Regions from separate parts of the Rattus norvegicus genome. Here region 2 is linked to region 1. The links are chromatin contacts, called in public Hi-C maps. All regions are on one chromosome and are shown on one strand. The core of a region is the stretch at or near the end of the contact, and the rest is flanking DNA. Distances in the headings are between cores, read along the strand shown.

Region 1 (3,514 bases), core at 758-3,257:
TTTGTTGTTTTTTTGTTTTGTTTTTTAAGAGGACATTTGAGTGGTTTGGGAACATTAAAATAGTATTGTGACTTTTCACATTTGTTTTGGTGACAGCAGTAAAGTTGTGAGATATACACTATTCTAAGAACCACCTAAATTAAGGTTCTTTCGTGTGGTTGTACTTTCATTTCATCTGAAGTGACTGAATTCTGATCCCTACTGTGCTGCTAAACAAATAATTTGCTGTCCTGTTGGAATCTGAGCCACAACTATGCTAAAGTTCAGATGTGGTCAGGATTTTTTTTTAATGGTTCAACATAGTAAGGTTTTGTTCTTACTGACTTCTAGAACTAAGAGAATCCTTACCCATATAATGTATTCAATTAATGCCTATCAAAAATTTGATGGAGAAGTTAGCCTAGTGTCTTAATATTTGTCTATTCTGCCTGTCTGCTTCTTATTTTATTCCAGGAAATCAAAAAGTACTGACTTATCTGAAAGCTATCAGTTCTCAGCAAGTGTAGCATCTCTATAAGCAGTCCCCATCTGGAACACCAGGACAGGAAATTGTGCTTTAAGAGAAAGTGAGGCAAAACTATATAAACATATAAACAAATATGCATGAATGAGGTGGTATAGAGTAAACTAATAAAAATTGTAAGGTGCTCAAAATAGTGTGAGGTTTGGGAAATGGATGGAGAGACATTGGGAATAGTATCAAGTCTGAAGATGACAGGCAGCATGGTAGCTTACAAAATCAATATTTGCTTGTTTCCTTCCTTCCCTCCTCACCTCCCCTTTTTTTGGTTGTAAGGTAGCCAAGGATGGCCTTGAACATCTTTCTGATCCTCTTCCATAGTGGGTTATAGACTTGCACTAAATCACCTAGCTCAATTTAGTGATTTTTTTCCAATCAAGATATTAAAAACTGATATGCCATACAACGAAATACATAGAACGCATAGCATAGATAAAAGTGCTTTCAGAAAATATTTTAAAATATACACGAGTATACAGTATATAATTATACACAAAAAGTGCAAGTGCAACGAGCAGCCCACAAACTCCAGCTCCACGTTGTTTTGCAAACTATTTCTCACTCCAGGTCCAGTCCAAAGTTTGAAAGCCTTTAGAACACATGCCTCCAAAGGATCTAGGTAAGGTAAATTCAAGGTCAAGTGAGATTCCCAATTTGCTCCCAACCTAGTTCACAGTGCTTAAGAGAGCGGAAATGGTGCATAGGGGAGGGTATACTCAGTGAAGCCAAGCAAAAAAGGCCAGAGCACTTCAGGACTGGGAGGTGCTGAGTGTTTCCTTCATGGTTGGTCAAACTTGAGATACTGGAGATAATGGTTTGATACGTTTTTCTTAGGTTATAAGCCCAAATAACTTCCGCATTCCTTTTCCCAGGTCTACAAAAGTGAGGGGTTCGCTTGGCTCCTGCAGCTGGTCGCGCCCTGATATGATGCCGGTAAAAGAGCTTATTGTTACTAGCAGGGGCTCAGCACGGGGGGACGTGGGAAGCGCGGGGACGAAAGAACCGTGTCGTCCAATGGCGACTCAGGTCGCGCTCTGTACAGCCTACCAGAGAGGGAAGAGGCCGCTCGGCACTCCAGGTTGCTCCTGCGGGCTTAAGTCTCAGGGTTCTGTTCAAGCCTCAGGGCCGGGTGCGGGGAGTGTTCTGTGTGGCCCCGCCCTCCGTTAAGCCTTAGCTTGGCTAAAGGCAGATGCTCCTCCCGTCGCCAACCACGTGACCCACCGCGCGGACCACCGTCCCCGCCCGGCGCTGACCCCGCCCCCGTGACGTCTCACAACCCTCAGATTGGCCTGCTGCTGGGCCTCTTTCTGTAGTCGCTCATTGGCCGGCCCGGAAGACAGCGCCCCCCCCTTTGCCACGCCTCCCGAGGCCTCCGGGAATGTAGGGAGGGGCGGGGCCTGAGTCGGAGGGGCGGGGCGACGCGGCCCGGCGCGAGTAAAGGGGCTGCCTAGGAGCCCAGTGAGCCTTCAGCAGAAGCGCGCTGCTTGCCCTCCGCTCTCCCTGCTCCGCCCTCCGCAGCCCTCCACAGTCACCCCGGAGACCAGCCCTGTTAAGCTCTCGGCTCTGAAGCTGACTGATTTCCATGGCAGCCGCGAAGAAAGCAGTTCTGGGGCCATTGGTGGGAGCAGTGGACCAGGGTACCAGCTCGACACGTTTTTTGGTGAGTCCGGGGTGACATCTTCTCAGCCCCTGAACTGGGACACTAACTGGAGGACGGAAAGGCGGGGTGTTGCGTCCTCAGTCCGCGCCTCTTGTTCTCCTGGGCCCTAGCTGCTGGGGCAAGTAAGGGAGGCCAAAGAGGGGACCTACCATTCTGGGATTGCTCTGTCCTGGCCTGGGAAGATCTTAGCCTCCTAGGACCCCCACACCCCCGCAGTAGAGTTGAGCAGTCTCAGCCTTGGTGGTGGAGCCAGGTCATATATCAATAGGGAGATTCTTTACTCTTGGAGCATCCACACAGGGCAACCCCGGTGCAGTAGGGGACAGGTGGTCACATTGACACCGCTGTGGTCCTCCCTAGGAGCGTTTGGCCTGCTAGGCACAGGACGTCCTTGGATGGAGGGAAAGCTGTGTCACGGCTGTGGTAACCCAACATAGTGTCCTTTCAAGCGGTAGAACGAATAAAGTATTAGCATGCTGATGCATTGTCATCCTCTACCACAGAAATTGCAGAGGATAGGCTACTGAGGGGGTGGAGGAACATATTGGGAAACAGACACATTACAATGTTCTGTTATCTTTATTTCATTTCAAGAGCTTAATAATTTCAATTCTGATACTTTGACCATTCTCATCAGATATTGTCCACTCTGCTCAACTGTTTAATGTGACAGGGCCATTCTACTTAGTATGCATGACGAGAATTACCATAAAGAGGTGCTGTTTAAATATCTCTTTGCTGGTTCGTTTTGCAGTGAAGAAGTTTAGCACTTCTTTTCTTTTCCTTTTTTGTTTTGCTTTTGAGATGGGGGGGTCTGCCTGTTCACACCAGAGAAGCCTGGAACTCGTGATCCTCCTGCCTCAGCCAGGCAAATGCTGGAATAACAGGCATGAGCCACTGCTTGCTCACAGCTAGGAAACTTGCTCTTGAAGTGATCTAGCATTCAGTTCAGTGAGATAATTTCAAAGTAATTTATGTGAATAGAGAGCTGCTAAAAGCCCATGCTTCAGTGGACATTTGACTAACCTGGAGTTGATGTAAATATTTAGTGATTAATTACCCCCCTCTTTTATTTCTTTATCAAACACAACTTTTATTCAATTACTTATTTACTTTGTACCCTTAGGGGTTGATGCCCTTGCCTATAGCATGGTAGGCAGGCAGGCAGTCTGTCACTAAGCTACATCCCCAACTCTTCTGTATTATATGGTGAGTGTGAGCCCATATACCTGTGTGTATGAGCAGCACCTGTGTGTGTTTTCTTCCACTCGCACTTGGCTAAAAACTGCATGATACTGTGATCATGAGAAGTCATTTTTTTTTGTAATTGAGAA
Region 2 (3,760 bases), core at 2-2,501, 57 kb before region 1:
AGAAAAGCTAGGTCTATGTAGTGAGACCATTTCTCAACAATAATAACAATAAATTTAATATAATGTATTTCGATCATATTTATTTCTATTACCCTTTCATATACTTCACATTACAGTTTTTAACAGACCCTTGCCTTGTAGCCAAGGAACAACCTGTTTTGTATTAGAATATGGTACTCTCCTATTGTTTGGTGGTTGTTGTTTCAAAGGCATACTATTGGAGAGATATCGGTACATAAATATAATTTCATTCAAATAGGCCAGTTTGGTGGTACACATTTTTAATTTCAGCACTCAGAGGCTCAGGCAGGTGGATCATTCATTTGGGACCACTTTGGGTTACATAGTGAATATATCTGTCCAAAACAAACAGAAATAAAAAAGGAGTTTTCAGTCAACTGACTTGCACAACTTCTCTAAGATAGTTCTTTATGCTTGCTTTCCATGTTATGACATCTTTGTTGGCTCCCACCACCTCCTCCATATTCGTTATTTAAATAGGTTAGAAGTCATCCTGTTTCCTGCCTCCGTTTTTATTACCTATGTGAATGTTAGTGCCAACCATGTAAAACAGAGTAAAGGTCATGGAAAGGAATGAAGAAACCTACTGAACATGGGATTTTTGTATAGTTCTTTTAACCAGAATGTTCTTTAAAGCAGAAACTGTAAAGGTCTTACACCACACACACACACACACACACACACACACACACACACACACACACACACACACACACACACACGCCCATACACATACACAAAAAAACACACACACAGACAAAAACACACACCTCCCTGCAGTTCCTAACTTTTCTCTTTTGGAACCTCTGTTTGACCTTTTGCTCAGTTCTGTACTATCAGAGAAAACCAGAGTTGAGAGACAGAATGTAGAGGAAAGAGCACTTATTTGGCATCAGAAAACCCATTTTGGCATCTTTGTTCTGCTGCTCTAAATTTGACTTTCTCCAGAATAGTCATTTAAACCCTGAGGCTTGGTTATCTTATTTATAAATTGAGGTTAATAGCAGCTCATGAAAAGTTTGTCAAAAACACAACAAATAGAAAAAGCATTCGTGTAACATACATATTTAGTTTATCAATTTTTCAAGTTCTAAACATGAATATTTGATGTGTTGGGTCTTTTGGCACTTTAAAAAAAATCCCGGGACATTTGAATGATCTACTACTGGCTCTGCTAAAATGACTTCTGCCCTTTACTCTCTTGGATAAGCCTGTTCAGAGGCTGGGCTTGGCGACTCAGACTTGTAATCTGAGAACTTGGAAGGTGAAATCAAGGTCACCCTCAGCAATATAGTGAGTTATTCATTAGTTTGGGCTACAGGAGTCTGTTTTATAAATTAGTTCATAGTCCCTTCATGAGACCTTCATGCTTACTTCTGTCCAGGTTTTACTAAATCTTGCAATTCTTATTTACCTAATACAAATCCTCCTGAAGCACCTGGAGTCTTTCATTTTTTATTTATTTTTATTTGTATTTTTATTGGACTTTTTTATGTACCTTTCAAGTGTTACTCCCTTTCCTGGTTTCCTGTACACAAGCCCCCCTATCCCACCCCTCCCGTTCTTCTATGAGGGTGTTCCCCCTCTGCAACCCCCCTCCTTACCACCTCTGCACCCTGACATTTCCCCTACACTGGGGGGTCCAGCCTTGGCAGGACCAAGGGCTTCGCCTGGAGTCTTTCCAGAGCACAGGCTGTAAAAAAATTCATCTTATGAGTCTAGATAACACACAGGGCACACAAAAGATAACTAAAAAGGGAAAGTGGGGAAAAGATGAATAAAACAAGCATTGGTAAAATAATAATATTAATGGCTTATTATTATTATTATTATTATTATTATTATTATTATTATTATAGAATCTGGGTGTGGTTGCTACTTTCCTGTAATCCCAACATTTAAGATGTAATGGTAAGAATATCACTGCAAATTTCCTTCTGAACTAACACCATGGTCTGTACCTATAATTTCAATAGTCAGGGGCAGAGGAAAGAGGATTACAAGATTAAGTGCAGCCTCAGCTACATAGTAACCACCTGGTGAGCCTCAGGAAGTCATCACAACCATGTATTGCTGAGGATGGTGACATATGCCTGAAATCTGAGGACATGCGAGCTGCAATCAGGGACATGGCAATTCAAGGTCAGCAGCTACTTTGTTTAGGCCAGACCTTGATACCTGAGTCTGTCACACACAAGCAAACAAACAGTCTCAAAAAGGGAATGGAGGAAGAACTGCTGATCGGCCTAGAAGGATAAGAACAATTTGATTGACAAAAACTAGAAAACACAGCATCTTGGATGAAGGGAACATGAAGAACACTCTCATTTGGGAGTGATTAGAGTATACCCAGGGAAGTTACAGGGAGAGAAAGACAAATTGGAACTGACTTTGAAATCAAAGGTGAGGACATATAAAGAGCTCACAGTCCTGCTGGGCTAATATTAACTTCTTCCCCTAGGTGCTGGGAATTATCTGCTCCCTACTTCTCCTAAGACTGTAAGAGAACCAACTCCTTTCCTCTGACAGCAGCTAACTCACATTAGGAGCTGGTTCCAGGATGATCAGAGTGAACCTCTATGGTTTACTTTTTATACCCTCTTCCTCCTATTGTTACTTTGCACTCACTGACTCTGACTTCCTGACCCTGATTTTGGTTTTTTATTGTTGTTGTTGTTGCTTTCTCCATCTTTATTAAATTGGGTATTTCTTATTTACATTTCAACTGTTATTCCCTTTCCTGGTTTCCAGGCCAACATCCCCCTCACCCTCACCTTCTATATGGGTGTTCCCCTCCCAATCCTCCCCCATTATCCCCCTCCCCACAAGAATCACATTCACTGGGGGTTCAGTCTTAGCAGGACCCAGGGCTTCCCCTTCCACTGGTGCTCTTACTAGGATATTCATTGCTACCTATGGGGTCAGAGTCCAGGGTCAGTCCATGTATAGTCTTTAGGTAGTGGCTTAGTCCCTGGAAGCTCTGGTTGCTTGACATTGTTGTACATATGGGGTCTCGAGCCCCTTCAAGCTCTTCCAGTTCTTTCTCTGATTCCTTCAACGGGGGTTCTATTCTCAGTTCAGTGGTTTGCTGCTGGCATTCGCCTCTGTATTTGCTGTATTCTGGCTGTGTCTCTCAGGAGCGATCTACATCCAGCTCCTGTCGGTCTGCACTTCTCTGCTTCATCAATCTTGTCTAATTGGGTGGCTGTATATGTATGGGCCACATGTGGGGCAGGCTCTGAATGGGTGTTCCTTCAGTCTCTGTTCTAAACTTTGCCTCCCTATTCCCTCCCAAGGGTATTCTTGTTCCCCTTTTAAAGAAGGAGTGAAACATTTGCATTTTGATCATCCTTCTTGAGTTTCATGCGTTCTGTGTATCTAGGGTAATTCGAGCATTTGGGCTAATATCCACGTATCAATGAGTGCATACCATGTGTGTTTTTCTATAATTGTGTTACCTCACTCAGGATGATATTTTCCAGTTCCATCCATTTGCCTATGAATTTCATAACGTCATTGTTTTTGATAGCAAAGTAGTATTACATTGTGTAGATGTACCACATTTTCTGTATCCATTCCTCTGTTGAAGGGCATCTGGGTTCTTTCCAGCTTCTGGCTATTATAAATAGGGCTGCTATGAACATAGTGGAGCATGTGTCTTTGTTGTATGTTGGAGCATCTATATGCCCAAGAGAGGTATAGCTGTGTCCTCAGGTAGTTCAATATCCAATTTTCTGAG

Evidence for each region. A called contact is a pair of places that touch in the nucleus more often than the background predicts.
Region 2: a Hi-C map of liver shows a contact between it and region 1, with 3 times the contacts expected there. The contact joins the enhancer-like site here to the promoter of Gk in region 1. A contact is called at or near these places in 3 of 12 Hi-C or Micro-C datasets (hepatocytes, kidney and liver).

What each region holds. Positions count from the first base shown.
Region 1 is chrX:54,188,224-54,191,737 of GRCr8, reverse strand. Gk (glycerol kinase) reads left to right here and starts at 2,007. Exons shown (of 19, transcript NM_024381.2): 1 at 2,007-2,180. The coding sequence starts at 2,103.
Region 2 is chrX:54,244,317-54,248,076 of GRCr8, reverse strand. No RefSeq gene overlaps it. Among named protein-coding and RNA genes, the nearest start is that of Gk, 56 kb to the right of the region's middle. Within about 2 kb of position 1,251, at least 2 of the 93 cell types and tissues checked have an H3K27ac peak or open chromatin away from gene starts, as enhancers often do. A contact at or near this core is called in kidney and liver, where this site is marked.